Linked DNA regions of Mus musculus: regions 1, 3 and 4 are each linked to region 2. Evidence: chromatin contacts called from public HiChIP or PLAC-seq and promoter capture Hi-C data. All regions are on one chromosome and are shown on one strand. The core of a region is the stretch at or near the end of the contact, and the rest is flanking DNA. Distances in the headings are between cores, read along the strand shown. Region 1 holds the start of Vti1a (vesicle transport through interaction with t-SNAREs 1A). Region 2 holds the start of 4930552P12Rik (RIKEN cDNA 4930552P12 gene). Region 3 has its middle 20 kb from the start of Gm31965. Region 4 holds the start of Acsl5 (acyl-CoA synthetase long-chain family member 5).

Region 1 (5,792 bases), core at 2,103-4,602, 390 kb before region 2:
ACAAGGTGAATGCCTTGCTGTGCTGCTTAGTTTTTGTTAACTTGACCCAAACCTACACATACTGGGAAGAGGGGTTCCCAAGAGGAATGCCTCCATCAGACCGGACTGTGGGAATTATCTAGGCGTCATTTCTTGGCTGTCGATCGACATGGAAGGGGCCCAGCCCACCGAGGGCAATAGCCTGGGCTGCCTTAAAAAAAAAAAGGTAGCTGAATAAGCAAGGAAGAGCAAGTCACTAGACAGCACTCCTCAGTTTCTGGTTCAAGCTCATGCCTTGGCTTTCCTTGACAATGACTGTAACCTGAAGCCAAATAAACTCTTCCCTCCCCCAACATGGCTTTGGTCAGTGTTTCATCCCAGCAACAGAGAAGTAAAATAGGACAGTTTTAGGGAACAGAAATGGATTCTACTGTCACAACAGGAAATACAACAAAAAGAGGAGAAACCAAGTGGATCAGGTCCAGTAAACAGAAAAGTCACTCACCTGTTACACTTTCTGCAATGGTGTGAACGTGGCGCCTTGTATGCTTGGCAGACTTTACAATACTGGAGATACATGCTATCCTGAGACTTTTCCTTGATAGAAAGGGAGGCATGTCAGTTACTTGATCCTAAATGGTAGCAAGTTGGGCTTTATGAAGGAAGGCCCTAGAGTGCTTTATATTTCTGTTATGGATGAAGGGGAAGGGGGCCAGTAACTTGCATTTTCAACGCCTGCATTTGCACTAACATATTTTAAGTGATAAACTGTAAGGACGGCTTCATTCTACAGATTTCTCAGAGATTATTTTTCTTTTCTTCTCTACACAACCCGAATCCAGTGTCAACTGGTTCTACGAAAGGAGACTTAGGTCCTCCCACTCTTAGTGGGAGCTGCTTTAGATAACCTGACCAGGACTCCACAGTGAAGTAAGAGGTGACACTTTCTGAAATTTCCCCCTCATACAATTACTGCCCTTGTCACCTTTTCTCTTTGGGTCATTTCAGGAACTCCCTAACTGGTCATTTTCTCTCATTTAAATCTCTGTATTATCAAAATATTGTTCCTATATTGCCCTCTGCCAGGGCTTTGCCTAAAACATCTAGACATCCCTGTGGTGCAAGCAGCTCCCATGGATTCTGAGCTAGTTGCTCCCCCCCACCACCAGTTTTTTTTTTTTTTTTTTTTTGCAGTTATACAAGGCTCTTCAGTTTCTGGATATGTTTTCCAACATGTTCTCCGCCTGAGGCGCTGTCCTCCCTTTCTTCTTTTCTGGAAACTTGCTATATTGACCAGGTGGGCCTAGCTCACAAGATGACATGTCCCTGCCTCCTCAGTGTGGAGATTAAGGTATGGACTACCACATACATCCTTTAAACACCACCACCAACAAACCCCCAAAGAACAAGTCTTCAATTGCTTTGGAAATCGCTAACATAGATCATTATTTTCAAATAGACACAAGTTCTACACATAAGTACTCATCAGTCACTGGAGTAGCACCAGTGTCACCTAGGACAGAGGCTGATTAGGTAAAAACCAAAACGTTATCATAATGGCAAACTAAACATAAAAAAATTATGCAAAGGTCATTGTCAAATGGATCTTTTTCTTACCGGTTTCCACCCCCGAGGGACGAAGCCAGGACCAGCAAACATGGCATTGAAGTAATTATAAAGAATCATGACGGTCCAATTTATCAACATGATGAAGTTCACACTTCCTCCAGTTGTATGTAAGGGCCAATACCACAAGACAGAGTCGATCATGGCCATTGTGGAACATATTGCTATAACACCCAGGGCTATGATGGGACCCCAATGACACAGTCTCCTTAAGTCTTGAAGATTTTCAAACTTGATTACTGAGCAGAATATGCCCATCTTGGTGAAGAATGACTTCTTTCTTCTAAAGAACTAGAGATCTCCTTTTCCTGTGCACACATTTCTGTGTGCAACAAGTCCATGTGTGTGCCTGAGCTGTCATGCCTTTGGCTGAAGGGTCACTGAGGTGGGGTATGTCATTTTCAGTTGTGGCCTCCAGAACTCTGTATCTCACAGGAGAATATAGGTTGATTTGAAACACAGCCTAAAGAAAACAAGATGGGAAAACTCCGTTTAGAAAGTCCATATGCCATTTATTTAATATTTAACTCCAAGGAGCACTTGACTCAGCACCTCGAAAGCACACTAGTGTGGAGTTCACCTCTTATCGAGAACAAAAATAATTACTTTGGACCTATCCAGAATACAGTCCGAGCTTGAAGTGCACGAAAACCGGACATATTAAACAGTTTTCCTCTTCTGTTCAAAGTGCCAGAAAGGATCGACTACTCCTAGCTTAGTGGATCGTTAGAGAGAACAAAGACTTAGGGAGCTGAGAAGCAGGGTCTTATCTAATTATCACGTATCTAATTCTTCCTAGAACAGAAACTGGCTTAGAGAGACTGTGATTATATCGACCGACCAAGGTCACAAGTAACAGCTAAGTCCAGAATAGAAGCACCAAACTTCTTTTTTAGGACGTTCTAAACTGCCTCCCAACGAGTTGTGAATTAACTGTGACATGCTCTACGCATATAATACTTTGTGTATTAATAACTGGGCACTTGTTCTCCCAAGCGCCAACATTAGCAATCGATCGGGGTTAAAGGTACAGGAAGAAGGGTGAGATTAAAACGAGAAGGCCGCATGTGTGTGCGCGAAAAATCACAACTGAAGCAGTGCACGAGAACGAGCACAGAGTGGATTTAAGCGGGCGGGGGGGGGGGGATAATTCCCTCCGGGGCCGAGGGAGAAGGGAAGAAGGCACGCACGGGGAATAGTTGTAGACCTGAGTTCTGAATGGAGTGAAATGAGCCGGGAAAAGACCTATGACACATGGGTATGACGTATGCGTAACGGATTCCCACGGAGCAGATGCGCCAGCCCGGTCGGTGCCTGCCTCAGTTTCCCGCCCATGTAGTGGTGCGGGATGCTCTGGGATCTTCACTCACAGGACAAACGTCTTATTAAGCGAGGTCTGGGCTCGATATTTTGGAGATGCTGGGTCGACTAGGTCGAGGCGAAGACCGCCTCGTAAGCGGGTTGCACCCCCTGCGGTGACTCCCACCTCAGTCTGGTCTCCGGTGCCCGCTCCACAGCCATCGCATTTCCGGGACGGCCCGGGCTCAGCGGAACAGATTTTCTCCTCCTTATAGCTCTGTCATGAGCGCTTCAGTCTGAGCAAGCCGAATGCGAACCCTGACGGCGAGACCTGCGCGGGGAACTCGGACCCGCGCGTCTCTGGTTCACGCGGCCGCCGTGAGCCTCCCGCTCGGGTCCTCGGCGCAAGCTCCGCCACAGCCACTTCCGGTCGGTGCGCGGCGTCAATCTTCCCTCGGAAAGCCCGCGCCTGCAACTTAGAGTTTGGGGGCGCTCCAGCCGTTTCTCTGGAGCTGCAGTGTGGGGGACGTGTATTCTGTGATACCCGAGAGCATGTGGGCTTTCGTAGTCTTTTTTTTTTTTTAGGGGTCACCGAAAGTGAACTTTTTCTTTAGTTTTACGTTCGAAGATTTGGGTGGAAAGGAAAAGGCGCAGGCAGCGCAGTTTCCGGAGGACAAGGACTGCGTAGAGCAACCAGGAAGCGGCAGGGCTGGGAGTTGTTCCCGGTTCCCGCTGTGCTGTGGAGACTTCTTCACAGGGTCCCTGCGCCGAGGCCGGGCGCCCTTGGCGAGTCCCGCTCTGAGCGCTAGAACCCGGCTCCGGCCGGCCGTGCCCGAGCTGCCATGTCTTCCGACTTCGAAGGGTACGAGCAGGACTTCGCAGTGCTCACTGCTGAGATCACCAGCAAGATTGCAAGGGTCCCTCGGCTCCCTCCCGGTGAGTACCCTGCCCGGCCGGGCGGGGGCGGCCTGGAGAGCCGGGGGCCGCGGAACGCCGCCTGGGCACGCGGGGCTCGCTGGCGCGAGGCTGCTGTGGGTGGTGCTGGCGGCCCGGGGAGGGGTGCGTTCTGGGTAGTAGGTTGTGATTGGCATTAAATGTGCTTCAAATGCAAAGCACCTTCTGCGTGGAAACCATTTTGGGGGGGTGGCGCCTGTTTCCTACCCCACCGCTTTTTAAAAGCTTGTATAGCCTTGGAAACATTGCTCTGCATCTTGATTTCTTCTTTTTTCCTTTTCTTTTTTTTTTTCTATCTTTTTTTATCTTTTGTAAAATATGAGTATTCAAAGGAACTGTGTGAAAGTATCAAGATTGTGGATCTGTAAATGCAGCAGCAGCGTTGTCGTTTTAGTCAATAATTCTGTTATCCTTATTCGTGGCACACTAGAATGACGAGCTAGGATGCCTGAATTCAAGTCTAACCCTTGCCACTTAGAAGTTGTCTCCTAGGCAAGTTTTCGTTATCCTTCAAAACTTCCTTCTTGGTTCGAGAGACTCGTACCTCTCTCAGGGCGGTTGTGAAGATTAACTGATACGCAGCTGTGAAGCCCTGTGTCTTAGCTCTTGTTAGGATTCCTATTTTTCAGACCTCTGCCCTGATTCTGTGATTCTCATCTTTCTTGGGTATCTATAACCCAGTTTTATATGAAACTTCGTACAGGACAACTTTGCTCACTTTTACAATTCAGCATCCTCCAGGTATTACCCTGCATGCTAGGTTGTCAACAGTGGGAAGGTGGGAGCCTTGTCTGATTTTCTTGACATTTCTTTTCTAAGGGCTCAGATTTTTTTTTTTTTTTTTTGTGAATAAGCAAGGGATTGTTATATAATACTTTGTGACTTATAAGATAGTGTTTTAGGATTTTTTCTTTAAGTACAGATTTAATTTGAGTAGTTAGTAACAGACAAATTGTGAGTTTTATTTATTTATTGGCTCAGTTTCGTTAGGGAAATTGAATGATCACTGGGCTGCTGAACTTGCCTCTACTCCAGCTCTGGAGCATACTGTGTAGAAGAGATGATTCTCATTGGTCTGCAGAATTGTGGGTATCTTCACTTTCTTACCTGGTCAGCCCCAGGCCAAGATGACAGCAGTAACTTCTCTTGAGTCTAAGTTGTTCCTCACCCCCTGTCCAGAATTTCCCCCAATCTTTATGTTTATAAATAATTTTTCCCTTATCACCCCTCCCTGTTTTCTGTTACTAGGGATATTTGCTTGAAGCCAGGACCCCTGAGCCTCCATCCCACTTACCTCCTGAAGTCTCAGTTAGCTCGGAAGGAGGTGAATGATGTCTTAAAGAGGCTTATGAGTTCAAGGAAGGGAGCAAGGGGAGAGAACCAGTGTAGCGTATACCATGGAGCTGTGTTGCCTCAGAGATTTTTACAAAAAAAATCTGATGGAAGATGGCCTCCTGCCTTCATGATACTTCACTTCACCTCTTCTCTTCAGTCCCACTTGTCTCCATTGCCCAAGATCATCTTGATTTTGTTGCCGTTGTTGTCTGAGACTCGTGCCTTTGAATTGAGTCCCAGAGCCTCAGTACCAGGATGTGCAGTCGCGGTTGGATTTTGCTCATTTTGAATTTTAATATTTTGTTTGTTTTTTAGCAGTAGAAACTTTTTTTTAAATATAATTTGGGCAAATAGCTTTATTATTGAGAAACTGTTTTACAAAGTAATATTGTCCTGAATATAAAGTTTTGAAGACTCTTTCTAAGAAAATAGATTTTGTTACAATTGATTTTCTTGCCTTTGTGTTTAAAATTTTTACTACATATAAGGAAACAGTTGAATTATTTTAAAAAATAAAGATGCTATTATCCCTGTCCTTACACTTAGTGTAATGTGAGACCCACACACAGCAACCATGTTTCATTTGAAAGGAGGTTGTC
Region 2 (5,021 bases), core at 1,334-3,833:
AGGCTTCAGACCCTCTGGAAGGGAAGCACGGATGGTTGTGGGCTATCATGTGGGTTCTGGGAATGGAAGCCAGGCCCTCTGCAAAAGCAGTAAGTGCCTTCAGCCACTGAACCAGCTCACCAGCTCACCCCACTTCCACTTGTAATTCTCTGCCTCCACCTCCAAGGTGCACCAGCTGTGATATTGCTTGGTTTCTGTGGTGCAGAGGGTCATATTTAGGGTTCCCTGTGCAGTAGGCAAGTGCTCTGTAAACTGAGTCACATTCTCACCCAAGTGAAAATATGTTGAATTAAACCTTTGTACTTCATGTAGAAGCTCACATAACCTTCCTAAGATCCCAAAAGAGATGGGACTGTCACTGCCGTCCTCCACATACACAGCGATGAGGGTCGATTACGGGAACAGGACATGAGTCTGGAAACTTAGTGGAGGAAGGTAACCGACCATCCCAAGGTCACACAGCATGGCAGGAGATTATGAAAAAGAAACACAACCCCCATCTGTCTGACTGGAAAACAACTGGGATGTCATTGCCCAGAAAAGTCATTGCTGCCCCTCTTCTACCACTGGCTCCTGCAGCGTACCCCATAGTCCCCCTATTCTGAAAGGAGTGCTTGGAGAATGGCCTCAACCTAGGATGCTGAGCCCTTGCCTCTGCTAGGATGTTCCCTCGTTATCAGCATGGGGAATGGGTATACATGAGACTGATGGTATCAATTATACATGATCCTGGGCTAAGCCCTGTGCCCTGGGAGCTGCGTGGAGAGGTGCCTCCAACGAGAGAGCCTCTTAACTCCTTCCCTGCTATTCGGAAACTGCTTACAGCAGTGTTTGCTGCGGTTAGAGTTGATTAGAGTTGTGTTGGATGCCTCTGTCCAGGGAGTTGTTGTGTGTAGGTCTCCCTGGTGGCCTCAACTCCCTGGCCTTTACTCTCAGGCTCCTTAGCGCTGCTCCTGACTTTACACAGGTGTAAATCAGGCCATTAGCACCTTCTGCCTCAGCCGGGGAGGTGTGCCCAAAAGGGGGTTTAAAGGTGACAGGGTTGGGGTGGGGAGGAAACCTGATCATTTTAATGTTTAACCTCGGTGACAATGGGATCGGGAGCCCTCCCCACCCCCACGCAAGCAGCTTCTGTGGAGAGAGTCCATAAAATACCTCAGATAAGAGAGGAACTCAGCGGGAGGAACTGGGTGGCTAAACCACAGATCAGACTCAAGGCAGCTGAGAGAAAGCAACTCTGGAGAGAGGACATAGCCCTTTCCACCAGCCCTGTCCTTCGGCAAGTGCACCCTTCCTTAGTCTGAGAGGAGAAACCCCTAACAGTTAGTTCTGCATTCAGTGTTAAACGACTGGGAGGCGGAAAACTGAAGGGAACATAACTCTGGTTAGGACAGGAGAGAGGAGAGCCATTTCTGGTAAATAATTAACAATACAACATGTTTCCCTTAAAAAAAAAAAGTACCCAGAAGAACTTTCAACTTCTCTAATTTGGAAAGTCAAAAGTTTAACTGGGCGCCAGGAAGCTGTTGGCCAAACCCTGCTTCTTGCCCAGTCATCCTGGCAGCGTGGGAGCTGTGACCACCTCCCTCTTGGTAAGATCTGGAGTGTAGGTGGCAACAGCCGATGACATCTGGCTTCTCTGGGGTGTCCCAGGAAGAGGGTGGGACCCTCAAATCTCATCCTGGGTGTCAAAGATCCCTCTGCTAAGTGTTCCGGAACTAAGTGTGTTCTCAGATTCATGGCAAATCAAGTCACGGAGACAAATTAGGACCTGCAACATTCGTTTTAGAACTCAGTCCACTTGGGGTCTCCATTCTGATTTGTAACCTCGCCCAAGTTGCTTTCCCAGCCCTGGGCAGTTTACTTCATTATTGACCTGAGGCAAACTGCCTTCACAGAGCTGTTGCCTGACAGTGCTTGTTGTGGGGGTGGGGTGGCACGTGATGCCTGCCTGTGCGCCACGTTCTTCTGACCCCCGTTTTTGAAATACAGCCCCGAGTTTGACTGGAGCACATTCCCCATGGAATGACTGACTTACTGTCCGCACTGCCTTCCCTACTACAGTAGTGGAATTGCTCAGTGGCGATCCCAAGGCCTGCAAAGCCTAAAATAAGTAAGTATTGCTCATGACGTTGCGGTCCTCTTAGATCAGTAAAGATACAGCCGCGTGTAGATGAGGTGCTAGTTTGAGCATCTCATCCTGCCCTCGCCCTTGGTCTTTGGAAGGATGCTGCTTGCTTACTGATGTCCTCCGATGCTCACAGCTCCCGTCTCCACCCAGCGTCTAACGTCCAGAGACTTCAGGTCCAGCCTTCCCTTTGCTGTTGACAACACCGCAGCTGAGGAGGATGGAGTTGTTCGCTGTTGTTAAGACAGACTAGGTGGGCCCTGACTTTGGTGGCTACCAAATTTTCTGACAGATGTCAACCTGAGGTTCAGGAAGAAGAAACCAGAGGAACAGGTGGAAGCAAAAGAAGCCCAAAGGCAGACCCATGGCCTTGACTCACCACATAGGTCTTGGAGCCAGCCTATGGATGAGGAAAGAAGGCAGTGAGCCAGGTCTCTTCCCTGGACCGAAGTCAATAAGGCTGTGCAACAGCTTTTCTCTTCCCCAGACTTTAGACAATGAGGTGTGCAGCAGCTTTTGTCTTCCCCAGACTTCAGTCAATAAAGTGTGCAGCAGCGTTTGTCTTCCCCAGACTTCAGTCAATGAGGTGTGCAGCAGCTTTTGTCTTCCCCAGACTTCAGTCAACGAGGTTATACAGGGGACAAAGCATCAGGAAAGACTAAGAGAAACTCAAAGCCTTCTTGGAAGCAGCACTAAGTGTACCGACTCAGTAAAACTTCCCAAAGACAAAGAAAGTGGTTACATTTGGCAAATAGACAGAACCCTTCCCGTTAACTCATGCTGGCTAATAGTGTCCTTTCCTTCACCCAGTTTTTTGCCTTCTTGTTAAGGAGGCAAGAGTTCACTCAACCCACACAGCCACTCTGGAATCAAAGGTGTCCTTTCAAAGTTGTCTCACAAAGAATTGGGGATAAAAGTCTTTGTTCTTGGGTCCAGGTCGCTGGAGTATCCCAGAAGCCCTCCACTCCTGGTGGCCGGCCACCTATCTTCCCTCCCTCCTGCACGTGGCCCCATGTGCTTTCCAACAGCAGGATTCAATGTGCAAAGCAGCTATAGGAACGTGAACGGGAGTCTGGCCAGTCCTGATCACTGGTACCTCCACTTGCCCTCTCTGGTGGCATTCCTGCCTCAGATCCTCTCTTCCTGGCATTTATCCATCAACTTCAAGATCGCAAAGTCCAAACACCAGTCCCATGACACAGTCAGAAGTACCAATCTAGTTTCAGTTCCTGGCACCCACAATGAATGGTCCACAACTGCGTATAAAGTTTCAGAAGATCTGACATCCTGTGCCGACCTCTGAGAGCATCTTCACGGGTGTACACACAAATGAAGATGTGCACACACAGTGTACATGTACATAAAATTTTTTAAAATATTTCTTAAAAAAGAAAGCCGACTCTCTGGACACTATACACTGCTTTTGGTAGCATGGACGGACAGGGAATTATGTAATGGTTTTGAATGCACTGATGCTGGGTTTCCAATGGCCAGGGGCCTATGGAGTTAACCCTTTTCTCAATACTTCATATTGAGAAATGTTCTCTCTCTCTCTCTCTACCATACACACACACACACACACACACACACACACACACACACACACCTATGGATTGAACCCATGACTTTACTCATGGTATGCAAAGACTCCACTTGTACCTTAAATATAAATGGACTTTTTCATAGGATCTATGATATCTGGTAGTCAATGAGACACACTTTATAGAATTTTCTGGCATCTTTGGTATGCTCCATAATTTTTACAAGTGGCAGGGATACTGTGATCAAAAAGCTTGTGAATCCCACTACTACCATAGTCTGACTTCTGGGAACCCCACCCCATCCCACACTCAACCCAGAAGGTAGAGAGTTTCCTATTAGTTCACATTGAGGAAGCTGAAACTCACATTACTCATGGGACTTGTGTTAGTCCACTATTTGGAAGCAGCCAACCTGGGACTAAAAGCTGGTGGGAGGGTCAGCTCTGTGTCCATGTGGACGTTTCTATCAACTCGGGGTGAGAGCTTTATAGGGTCCCTAGGGGAGCTCTGTGGGCCTGTCACCTGTTCATTCAAACAACACAAGGGTGGTGTTGCCTGGCTCATTCTGAGAGTCCTTCCACCTGGAAGTACCTCAAAGTACCTCAGCCTGAGCTCAGAGTACCAATCTGCAATCACAGGTGAGAACGGGTGAGGACAGTGACAGAGGAGTCATCAGGGTGAGGAGGTCAAAGGGCCACGGCACATCTGTTCATTGTTCATTGCTTCCCGCAGATTTCACCTCTCTCTCTCTCTCTCTCTCTCTCTCTCTCTCTCTCTCTCTCTCTCTCTAATTTGGATATAATCTAGTCATATCTCAACCCTGCAGCTTTGCCAAGAAGAAATTACTTTGAGAGAAGGAGGAAACAAAGCAAGACCCTTTGCACACTGAAAGGTTGGCCCACACGCCTTCCCTCCTTCTCCCGCTAATGGCTGTCCCCGTGGCCTAGGCCAGGGCTGTGCTTTGTTCCCGGTGAAAGACACAGAAGAGCACCAGCTTAGCTCTTAAACAAATAGTGCCATTTAAACCTCTCAGCGACACCATTGGCTAAGGAGCCCCGAGAAACACAGACTCTGGCTTCTGTTGGGTTTTGTGCATGTGTTTTGTTTTGTTTTGGATATTTTGTTATTCTGTACACTTCAAAAGAGGCTTGGGTGGCCTGGGGAAGGTCTGTGTCCTTAGTTCCTTTCCCTCCCGTGTGGCTTTTGTGGACTTGCTACTTCTGCTGATTCATTGTTCTAGCTTCTGGATTTAGGCTTTCAAATAAAGAGACTGGATTTAAAAAAAAAAAAATGAATGTGGCCCAAATGGAGGTACCTTGGGCAGCTAAGTCACACCTGTGAGCATGAGGTCA
Region 3 (5,119 bases), core at 13-2,512, 430 kb after region 2:
GCTTCTAGATTTTAAAGCATCCTTGCTTGTTGCAAAGATAAATAAATAAACATCCAGGCATTCAGGGAGAGTTTGACTTCACTTTCTCTTTTCCTCATTAGCGTCTGTTTGGATCTCCTCCTTGCCCCTTCGAAGCTTTTCTGCTGGAAGCTGATGCTTTTTAGAAGAGAAGGAAACGCAAAACAAACAGGAGTTTAGAAGCAAGCATCCTTGCACCTTGGGTTGGGTGGGGCTTCCTGTGAATGTATTTAGAAAGGAACACAAGTCTTTCTTAGCCAGCATTTATGAGGCCCTACCACTGGGGCCACTGGTAATGAGAAAGAGGCATGGCTTTGATTTACTATTGTCGTTTAAATAGATTTAAATCCACTGAAATGGTTTTGTTCCAATTCTTCTATCCATTTTTTCTCAGTTCACCGACTTCTCAAAAAAGCCTTTCCCAGTGTTCCTGACAGTTCCCTGCTCTGCAGAGGCGACTGGGTGAGAAAGTTTTGTGCTTTTTTTTTTTTTTTTTTTTTTTTTTCTTTGTCTTGCTTTTCCACTCCTGCAACCCTCTGAGGCCCCAGGGAAATCCTTAGTGTGCACTTGGCCAGTATGGACCGATATAAATAAAATACAAATCAAAGGCATCGTTTCGCTGGCTCCTTTAGGTTTCTAAGGCAGAAAAAAACGTTCTGATCACTGAAGCCATTTCAGGGCCCGAAATTAGAAAGTAATAAAAAATATCACACTCTCCCTGGTGGGCAGTGCATTTAATTGGCTCCCCAGCAGGGGTCCAGCTCTTGAGTCAGAAGTGCTTACTGTGTGGATCCCTGCTTTGGAAGGACTACATGCAAACACTACCAAACAAGTTTTTTTTTTTTTTTTTTTTTTTTTTAAATCAGCAAATGAAAACAGGAACACCAAAGGGAAATTCAGAGATGGCTGGAGAAGTGCTGTAGAGCGCAAAGGAAGAAAGATGCACGTATTCTGAATTTATTTAAAAATTACCTACATGGGATAAGAGGGTAACTTTATATGTTTAAGTCCTTTGGGATCCTCCCTATGACCCCATTTGGAATCTTTTAAACTCTAGCAACATGATGTTTTTACATAGAAAATCGACCACGTTCGAACACTTCTGGATGTTTGAGGTTTGCCTTTTAAAAGCTGATTTTTGGGTCACTCCTAGCCTAAGCAGGACACTCTTGACGCTAGAGGAGGGATCTGGACGCCCGGAAGGGTTAGGATGGTCCCCAGCTTCCAACGACTGCAGACCTTACAGCCTGGTGCTGTGCTGCCACCTTCTGTCCCAGCTACTGCGGCGAGAGGCAGCTCCGCTCTGAGCTGGTTCCTTGAGCTTTCAGTGAGGCAGGTTCCATGGATCCTGCCTGTTCCCAAAGCTGAAATGTCGGCTCCAGGCCTGGGGTTTGGCTTCTTGTAATGGCCGCTTTCAGAACAAATATTCAGCTTGCCTCCTTTCTCTGCCTCTTCCTTCCCGCCCCGTTCCAGATCTGGAAGTTTCCACAGGTAGGAGAAATGGAGATGAAAGGGAAAGAAAGGCAAGGCTTTTTTTGCTTCAAACGCTGCAGATGCCTGTCTATATCATTGAGCTGAGTGAGATGGAGGAGCAAGGAAGGGGCCTTGACAGGCAGGGCCAGATCTAGCGCCCCGGGAGAGGTATTCCCAGGAATGAGCCATTGGTTGAGATATTTAAAACTTAAGTGGACAAAACATTAGACCCTTCCCCACAGGGAACAAGGCTACAGTGGCTCTAGGGACCTAACCCTGGTGAGCACAAAGCCCTTCCCAACTCTACTTTTTTTTTTTTTTTTTTTTATGATTTCTCAATTGACTTCCCATTCTATAAAAAGTATTATGTTTCTGCTGAAAAAATCCAACGGCTCTGACATTCGGTCTGAGGTCAGGCTGGCTTCAACACAGTTTCATTTCTGTGGAGCATTAAAATGCCCCTGTATCTACTTTCTTTGAGCAAAGGGCAAGTGAATTCACATAATTAAACCTATAAATACATATTTTAGACAGGAGATTGGGGGGATCCTTCCTTGACTACCGGCCAAAGCATGATGCTCAGAGTACCTGGGACCTGCCAGGGGGTCCTTGGCAAACCCCCAGCCACTCCTGACCCACCAGTTTTAATTTGCTTGTCTCACTGGTCAGGGTGGCGGTATCCAATGTCCATTTTGAAGCTCAGGGCAAGACTGTGAGGCCGGAAGAGTTAACTTAGTTTGCCTTCCTTGCCACAGTTCCCTGGGTAGATTTTATGTTCTATACTAGATAGCAAAAGACAAAGAGAGCGGGGAAGAGGCGACATATGTCACCTTGCTTAGAGGATCTTCTCTGGGGTGGCTTGGTTCTGCTATGAAGCTGATCACAAGGTGCCCATTAATTGCCAGGAATTGAGTTTGGACCCAGTGGGGCAAAGTGGAATAAGCCCATTAGGAGAAATCTCTCCAGAACTTTGAACTGTTCTCAGGGAAAAGTTTAAAATCCCACACTCTTTAAGACATCACGTGACTTGGCCCCATCCTATGCCTGCCCTCGAGGCTCTGAGGCTCCTGAAGGCTGGGCCTCCTCTCCTATCCTTGGGAACTAAGTATTGTATTCTTCAGAGCCTGCCTGTGTGCTCAGCCCAAATCCACGGAGCCTCCTCCCCAGCCCTCTCACCTCATCAGCCTGTCTCCTCATCTTCCAGTTCCCAGCTAAGAAGTCACATGTAGAGGGAAGGCTTCCCAGAACTTTGAGCCTGGGTCAGGCCTCTGGAGCGTTTCTTGGCTCCCTTGGCTCTGGTCCCACCAGAACACATGTCATAAAGACAAGACAGGAGGCCAAAACTGGTAACACACTGTTGGCCTCCTCGAGAGAAATGCTCAGACCAAGCAGGCACCTCGCTCGCACTGTTTGTAGGCCTTGCTCCCCAGGCCTTTTACTGAGTTGTTACTGATGCTGTAGCTCTAGGGTGGGTTGGTTAGTAGTAGGCTGGATTAGCAAAGTTCATCACTCAGGTAAGGCAAAGGGCAGCTCTTGCAGAAATAGCAGTGGCAGGCTCCACCTGGAAGGGCTTCCTACAGGAAGTAATTTCCCAAAAAGAAAGATTTTTTAAATTATTTTATTTTGTGGAGAAGGTTCTCTGGGCAGTTTCCACAGAGCATGCCCCTGAGCACCGGACCGTTGTTTCCATGTCTTAGGATGAAACAATGCATAGCTGTGGTAAGAAATCTAAGCTGTATGGAGCTGTAAAAGACTAAGATATCAGTGCCTCTCTTAGCTTCCACACAGTCTGCGCTGTGTGGGGAGCCGTTAGGAGCCCTGTTGTGTTTTCTTCCCCCTCAAGATCATTATTATTAGTAGTAGTACTTTTTTACAATCTTTGCCCCAAGTCGTGGGCAAGAGGTGTTTTATTCCACACAAAAAGGGTGTATTGATAAAGTCCCTGGAAGGGGCTGAAGTCCTTTTACTTAGCTGGGGCTCTTGGGCAAGTATGGTGGTGTTTGTAGTCAGTGTTTGTGTCCTATGAACCATGGGTGATTCAGTAAGGCTGCTGTGATCTATCTAGCACATCTCCCCGCTCTAGGCAGTAGAGGTCTCCATCCCATGACACCCATGTTACAGGAACCGAGATTACTGGGTCTGTCACTTAAGACATACCAGGAGAGCCTAGTCGAGTGGAAAGTCTAAGTGATTAAGATGCATTTATGCCCAATCATTCCTAAGCCATATGGCTTCGTTAGGGGTTCTATTGCTGTGGTAAAAAAACAAAAACAAAAACAAAACAAAACAAACAACAACAAAACACCCCATTGTGGCCAAAAGTAACGTGGAGAGAAAAGAGTTCATTCTAACTTAAGCTCTCAGGTCACAGTCATCAGTGAGGGTCGTCAGGGCAGGAACTGAAAGAGGGAACGCCATAAGCAGAAAGTGAAGCAGAGGGACAGAGAGGAACGCTACTTACTGGCTTCTTTTCCACAGCTTGCTCGGTGTTCTTTCTTACACACTCCAGGACCACCTGCCCAGGGTGGCACGGCCTTCTAACATCAATTAGTAATCAAGAAAATAAATGCCCACAGACTTGCTAACAGGCAAATCTGATGGAGGCATTTTCTTCATTGATGTTCCTCTTCCCGGGTGACTCTGGCTTATGTCAACGTGACAGAAAGCTAACCAGGATAGCATACAAGATCTTTTATGTCATATTCTCTCTTCCCTCCTCGCCGTCTCCATGGACTAGCTCCAGGTGTCCTTACTGGGCATTAGAGATGAAGGAACCAAGATTCCGTGGGCAGAGCCAAGAGTGGCAATTGCTACTGATGACTATGGCCAAACTATCTGAGAAAACAACGTAAAGGAAGGGATTATTATTGTGGTTCCTGGTTTTGGAGGTGTCAGTCCCATTGTAAGGAGGTGTGCCACAATAGAGCAATTCACTCCATGCTAGCCAGGAAGCAGAGGGAGGGGATTTAGGAAAAGGCCAGTCATGGCCTTTAAAGGCATGCCCCAGTAACCTACTCTCTCCATCTAGGCCTCCCGCTCTACATTTACCCATAATGCCATCAGTAGATAGAGCCATCCATTAGCACAGAGCCTTCAGGATTTAACTGTTTCTGGAAACAGCCTCAAAGTATTTCTTAATCCAACTGAGTTAGCAAGCAAGATTAACCGTCAAAATACCAGAGCTGGGACTCAGCCTCAGACAACTTGGCTCAAGATCCTACAAGCTAAACAACTGGGTAGTCCCTTCGGCGTCCAGTTAAGCTTGGTATTGCAGGACTGAGAATCAGGGGTCCCACCTTCATCCCCTTGTAGCTGCAGCTAGAAAACCTTTGCCTCTGAGTCTCACTTTAAAGTAGATCCCTGAGAAAAACCCAAGTGACAGTAGGGGTTGGGAATAGGTGGAGATGAGACTGTTCTTCCTAGCGAGGTGTCTGCTCCACACCTCAGTCTCTCCCCATCTCTAGTCACATGATCATTATCCACACGGCTTTATGTCCACAGACTTTATGTGACTACTCAAAAAAAGAGTCTTTATCAAGCAATTTGTGCTAACAGTAGAGTCAAATAACGTAGAAAATGGAAACTGGACAGAAGTTTAAGACGTTCACCTCTGTCCTTTCAAGGCTCT
Region 4 (5,808 bases), core at 2,602-5,101, 450 kb before region 2:
CTGTTGAGTGCAATAAAGAAGCCTTGTCTAACCATGGTGTTTGAGGAGACATGCCAGAGACAGTGGTTCATCAAGAGATGGTGTGGGAGCTGGGGAGGTGGTTCAATAGAAAAGCACTTGCTTGTCAGACACACAGCACACATATAAGCCCCAGGTAGACAGAGAGACCTGCCTGTGGTCCCAAAGCTTCTCAGGGTTGGAATGGGGGGATTTCCCACCAAGCAAGCTGAGTAGGTGGACTAGCCAGAGAGCTCTGGGTTCAAGGCAGAACTCTGTCTCAATAAGTAAGGTGAAGGACAATCAAGGAAAACACCAAATATCAGTCTGTGACCTCCACATGTGTGCAAACACAACCTGCAAACACACCTAGCAGCGATACATACCATATACACATATGCAATAGATAATAATGCTAATATTATGTAATGCAGAATTTATATAAAATATAATGGCATATATAAAGCAGTAATATAATATATATTATGTATATACATGTAATATACATATTAAGAGAGAGATAGATGGTGTGGCCTGCTAGAGCATTAGCAACCCAGACTCTGGGCTTTTCACCATAGGTCAGCATATCACCTTTTGGAGTCTCTGATGCCCTTGAGGATAAAGTTAACTAATGAAGCTAAGTTAAGTCACTGATGGCGCAATCATGCCAGTACTTAAACTCACTTGGGTCATCCTGTTCTGACCCTGAGTGACTTTGAGTTAGGTCTATGTAAAGACGGCATGGGCAGTCAGTGGCAGGACTCCTGCTCAGCCAAAGCCTCCTGCTGGAACTCAGCTAACTGGCCAACGTCTCCAAAAGCATGAGTTTACATCTAGGTCAAAAGTGGTCATAACCAAGGCTATCCCTAATACAGCCCCTGTAGGTATCCGAGTATCTGGTCCTATTCAAAGCAGGGTTGGTGCAAACATGAATCTAGGGTGACCGCAGAACAATAGCAACCCCATATCACGTGATACTAATATAAATACAGATTTTTCAGGCTCCAGCTCCTGCTTACAGAATCAAAAAAACATGGTGCAGGTCAAGACAATGGTGTTGTAACATTCCCTCTGGGGGATTGTGACATGCACTAAAGTGTAGAAACCATGGCTTGGTGCATCTCACTCTCTAGAGAATGTGCTATCAGCAGGTGTTCAGTCAGTCGTTTGCTGATCAGAAGACCTTGGCTCTGGTCCAGTCTGGTAGCACTGATGTCAGAGGTTCTCACGGGGCTCTCCAGAGCCTCTTAGGAGACCTTTTCTTTCTGGGTGGAGGGAAACTTAAGTCGGGGCTCTTTAGGAAGAGATGACCTTTGAGATCTACTTTGAGGTCCAAGCACTTACGACCTGGATGAAAATCTTGCCCGTGAAGACCCCTGAGTTATTAACTTGCTAACCCCATACAGAATCGGGCAGGAAGTGGTGCTAATGCCTGACTTTGATATTGGTCTCCTGATCAGGTACATTAAAAAAATAAGCCTTTCTATACTATAGGCCTGGTACAGCGAAAGCACTCAAGCTTAACAGACCATCAGTGGCTAGCTACCCATTGGCCAGTGGGACAGCATTACAGAAGGACCAAACACAGAGCTGGACATCTGTGACCCTGCCTCAGGCCTAGGTTGTCTGCTACCTGATTATAAGGTTTTAGTGTCCTCTTGAATAGGGCTCATTGTCCTCTCCTGAGAAGTAAAATCTTGCCTGGCCTACAGAGCCTCTTATCTCTATGATGATACCTTTGTGGTCTTAATGATTTAGTAACAGTGTAGTGATGCGCACCTTCCACATGGATAGAAGGAAGAAGATAGGCTGAGTCATGAGGCAACAGCCTCTGGTGTCTCACTAGGGGCCAGTAGGGCTGCCTGGTCCCATCACCCCACACTCTCTGGCACTTTGACTTGTCTTTTGACTCACGCTCGGGGGACTTCAGGATATCTCTGTTTCTTTGCTTTGGAATCCTGGAAATATCCTGGCTTTCCTAGAAGGCTCATCTCCAGACACAAACTTCTACTCAGTCCAGATCTTATAGGCACAGCCTGAGCCGATATGGGTGACTTCCCCATTTCCTGAAGTGAAGGTGCACTTTCTCTGCCTTATTGTCTAGTCTAGCCTCTTCCTGTCTCAGACCCATAGATTGGGGGGGGGGGGGGGGAGAAAACTCCTATGCAAAGTCATACGCATGCCTGTCCCTTCCCTGAAGCTGACCTTTAAAAAGTTCCACCCCATTCAATGGCAGCTTTCTGAGCCAATTGCTCTATTTTTTTCTTCCCCCTCTTAAATCCATTGCCTAACAATCTCTTGTTTAACCTTTTGCCAAATTCTCCACTTCTGTCAGAGGTGACTCTGAGTGAGCAGGTAACTTCTACCTTTGCACCTCTATCGAAACAGGTCCAAAGGTTCCAGAGCAGCTGGCAGGACACTCAGAGCAAGATCCGGTGGCTTCAGGTGCGCCTCGTCCTGGAGCGTGGAAAGGCAGAGGCAGCTTCATGTGGTGCTGAACAGAGAGAGCTAGCTGCAAGAGAAGCCATTCCTCAACCTAGCTGCTGTGACCATTCTCAAGAGGTAAGCTGCCTTCTCTGGCCTATGGGCTAGAGGGAGTAGATAGATATGGCGGGGGAGAAAGTGAGTGTGTATTCATCTGTAACCTGACTAAAGCTCTTTCATAACAGGGGTGATAATCTCTCAGCTCACTTGTGTGGGAGGCAAAGAAAGATGTCAATTTGAAAGGAAAACATTTGAGCCACTTGACTCTTAGAAGAGGAAAAAAAAATCAAAAGAATTGGAAGAGAATGTGAGGGTATAAAGCCTTTTGTAAAGGGTAAAGTTGGAGCAAGGATGCAGGTTTCTTTCATCTTCCATTCAGAAATTCTTAAGAGGAGCCACTTAACAATTGTTGATGTCTCCGGAGGGAGGAAGGACTTCCGGGTTGTGACACTCTTAGGGTCTGGAAAGCATCCTAAAGGCAGGGTATGTGGTGACATTAGGAGCATCTCCTATAAGGGGAGTAGTATGCCTAACCCACTAGTATAGCTAGTGGTAGAGCTATAGTTGACCTAGTCTGTCTCTACGGTCTGCTCCATCGTATAGAAATCTTGGGCGATGTCAGAATCCTCCCCATGTGGGAAACATTTAGAGTGTCATTACCATGCGGTGGAACTGGATGGAAAGACAAGACAACAAGATCTTAGAATGACCCAGCCCTTGCTGAAACGGACACTTAATTCTAGAGATCCATGACGTCAAAAACAACAATTAGACTAGTTGGTGTGCTCCTGCTATGGGAGATGGGATAAAACAGGACTTAGAAACCAGAGATAGATATCCTAGATAGACATCTGAGGCTTGGCATGCACTTTCCCACCTGAGGTTTTCCTGGGGGGGGGGGGGACGCCGGGGGGGGGGGGGAGAAAAGTCTCCTGGGAAGCTGAGCTCCAAAATTAAACAAAAGCTAGAGGCACCTCTATCCGTCCTTCCCAAGGGGTCAGACCTGCAGGTCTCTGAGGTGTGGCACCGGTTTGTTTTTCCTGGTCTTTATAGCAGGGGTGGGTGGGTATGGGGTGCTCTCTGCACAAAGAAGGAATCCTAAGGTAGGCTAGCACTCTAGTGAAGTCTTCACCTTGAACTTCCTGTCAATCCTTGGAGGGATCAAGGCCGGGAAAATGCTACTTGATTCTGCGTGTCGTGAGGTTGCAGCGGGAGTGGGGGAGAGGGAGGGGGCAGAACCTGTCATCTCTCTTCCAATTCTGAGACCGAGGTCTCCTTGTGTCCCTGGGAGACCAGAACCTCAAAGGGTGATCGATTAAGACAACTGTGAACCCGGATAATGCTGAGGTGTAAGAGGGGTCACAGAACACATTTCATCCTTAAACTTGGCGGGGTGAGAGCCGGAGCTGAGCTGGTGTGTCTGCGGAAAGGGAGCCACTTCAACTGAATGGCTCTCTGCCCCCGTGGTTCCTGGCTTATTTATCTATTCTGTTGTCTCTGCGAGGTGCAGAGGTGCCTGGCTTTTTGAATCAGGGAGGTCTGGGGACTGGCGAAAGGAGCTACACAGAGAAAGAGACAGTCGTGCTGCATCTAACCTAAGGGCGGAGGTCCCTCTAGCTGGACTTTCCTGTCCTGCGAACGCAGCGGGGAACAACGTCACCTCCGTTTCTCTGGCAATGAACCCAGGGCCACCTCAACTCGTTTTCATTTGGATTTTCATCTTGGAGAAGAGCTAGTGGGACCAGCGGGAGCAGGTGGACTGTGTTGATGCAAAGGTGGCTCGTGTTTCAGCCCCTGGGGATTGAGGTTAAAGGCTTTGAAAACCGGCTAGGGTAGCTTTGGATATCTGTCTCCTCCTAGTCAAAAGCGGTTCCACTTTCAGTTGTGAAGGAGGAGGGAAAAAAAAGCCAAACCAGGAAGTGAAGTCCCCAGCACCAGCATGTCAGAAAGCCCGGCTATGGCCTGGCTGGGACAGATCAGGGCAGGGCAGAAGTGGGGCCACTAGCCAGGCTGCCTGCCTGCCTGCCTGCATGGACGCTCTGAAGTCACCCTGCCCGCGGAGAAGCCCGGGGTGAGGAAGGGAGGACCGAGGCTCTCCTGCCAGCAAGAAGCCGGAGCCAGAAAGCCTCACTCGGAAGCTCCAAGGCGTGCGTGCGGCCCTTCCCAGGGTAAGGGATCTGGAGCCGGGTGTGATCCTAGGACGGGGCTCCTGCACGCGTGACAGAGGCATCCCAAATCCCTCCTCCCTGCCCACTTCAGGAAGCTGCTTGGAATTCAAAGCTTGCTGTGCCTCCACGTGTGCGCGCCATGCTCTCTCTGCCTGGGAGTGGAGGGCTCCTCTGCATCAGGAGGGATGAGGGGAAGGAGGAAGAGGACACAGGGAGGGACTTTCTCTTAAGGGGTGGAATACAAGCAGAGACCTTTTGGCAGACCCGAGCACGTGGCGGCATAGCTCCCTGGGGTGGGCTGGGGGGTGGGGGTGGGGGGTTAACCCTGATTTTCACTGAGTTTTGACTCCCTCTGATGGTAAGAGCTAAGGAATCAGTCCAAAGAGATGGAGATACAGGCCGAATGAAGCTGGGTCTCTTTTCAGAGCTATAAACACTGGTTAGACCTAAGATGCTCTTAAAGGGTTTTGGGAGCCTTGAAAAGGGGCTGCAGGAGCTGGGCTTTGATACCTCCTAGTGGTATCGCCCCTCCCCCTCCCCTTTGACAGTCTAGTCTGAATGGCAGGGTTGAATCTAAACTTCCTACTTACAGTTGATTGGTGCCTTGTAAGAGGCAGGGTCTAAAATAAAATAAAGCATTGGTCAGGTTTAAAAACTGGAGATAGAAGGCAGTGGATTCTGACCCCGCCCTCTGTGTGCACATGGCAGTTATTTCAGGTAATTTTAGAATTCACCTTGGAAGGAACAGTATAAAATCTTGTGAGCATCACTCATGTGTCCGTCTCTACCAATGAAAGGCACAATAGACTAAATAAAACAATAGCTGTAAATGCAGGCGCTTTGAGAAAAGCAGGTAGCTTACTTAGGCAGGCGAAGTAGCTGGTGTATTTATGGGATATTGGTGTTGGAGACACTAGAAAAAATTGCAGCTCCTATAACCCAGAGAAGCATATTCAATTTAATTAAAAAAAATACTGTTCAGATAAACGAAATTTCAGCCAAGCTATATTACAATTTTATTTTATTTTATTTATTTATTTATTTTGAAACTGATTTTTCACTTTACTTCTTAGGCAGGTGGGGCTGGCCATCTGCCTGTCTCAGCTGCCCAAGTGCTGGGGTTATATGCCTGGGTATATGCTAGTTATTTAGGGCAAAG

What was found. Promoter capture Hi-C pulls out the DNA fragments that hold promoters and counts their contacts. HiChIP or PLAC-seq counts read pairs in DNA pulled down with a chosen protein or histone mark.
Region 1: a FOXA1 HiChIP or PLAC-seq map of pancreatic cancer cells shows a contact between it and region 2. The contact joins the promoter of Vti1a here to the promoter of 4930552P12Rik in region 2. A contact is called at or near these places in 2 of 39 promoter capture datasets (liver and stem cell-derived epiblast-like cells) and 4 of 115 datasets of contacts at active chromatin or transcription factors (embryonic stem cells, large pre-B cells, pancreatic cancer cells and 1 more).
Region 3: an H3K27ac HiChIP or PLAC-seq map of differentiating embryonic stem cells shows a contact between it and region 2, with 2.6 times the contacts expected there. The contact joins the enhancer-like site here to the promoter of 4930552P12Rik in region 2. A contact is called at or near these places in 1 of 39 promoter capture datasets (hippocampal neurons), 1 of 15 datasets of contacts at CTCF or cohesin (the NIH/3T3 cell line), 1 of 484 Hi-C or Micro-C datasets (cerebral cortex) and 5 of 115 datasets of contacts at active chromatin or transcription factors (differentiating embryonic stem cells, embryonic basal ganglia, embryonic stem cells and 1 more).
Region 4: a contact with region 2 is called in a promoter capture Hi-C map of liver, with 4 times the contacts expected there. The contact joins the promoter of Acsl5 here to the promoter of 4930552P12Rik in region 2. A contact is called at or near these places in 5 of 39 promoter capture datasets (cranial neural crest, embryonic stem cells, liver and 2 more) and 2 of 115 datasets of contacts at active chromatin or transcription factors (embryonic stem cells and pancreatic cancer cells).

The regions. Positions count from the first base shown.
Region 1 is chr19:55,312,705-55,318,496 of GRCm38.p6, forward strand. It overlaps Vti1a (vesicle transport through interaction with t-SNAREs 1A), which reads left to right and starts at 3,353. Exons shown (of 8, transcript NM_016862.4): 1 at 3,353-3,840. The coding sequence starts at 3,747. It overlaps Zdhhc6 (zinc finger, DHHC domain containing 6), which reads right to left and starts at 3,332. Exons shown (of 11, transcript NM_025883.4): 1 at 3,092-3,332; 2 at 1,597-2,068; 3 at 485-576. The coding sequence starts at 1,863.
Region 2 is chr19:55,699,621-55,704,641 of GRCm38.p6, forward strand. It overlaps 4930552P12Rik (RIKEN cDNA 4930552P12 gene), which reads right to left and starts at 2,584. Exons shown (of 4, transcript NR_045318.1): 1 at 2,508-2,584. It overlaps Gm41871 (a long non-coding RNA gene), which reads left to right and starts at 1,523. Exons shown (of 3, transcript XR_877940.2): 1 at 1,523-1,592; 2 at 1,993-2,113; 3 at 2,265-3,007.
Region 3 is chr19:56,133,044-56,138,162 of GRCm38.p6, forward strand. No RefSeq gene overlaps it. Among named protein-coding and RNA genes, the nearest start is that of Gm31965, 20 kb to the right of the region's middle. Within about 2 kb of position 1,263, at least 44 of the 459 cell types and tissues checked have an H3K27ac peak or open chromatin away from gene starts, as enhancers often do. A contact at or near this core is called in cerebral cortex and differentiating embryonic stem cells, where this site is marked.
Region 4 is chr19:55,249,518-55,255,325 of GRCm38.p6, forward strand. It overlaps Acsl5 (acyl-CoA synthetase long-chain family member 5), which reads left to right and starts at 3,852. Exons shown (of 22, transcript NM_027976.2): 1 at 3,852-4,649.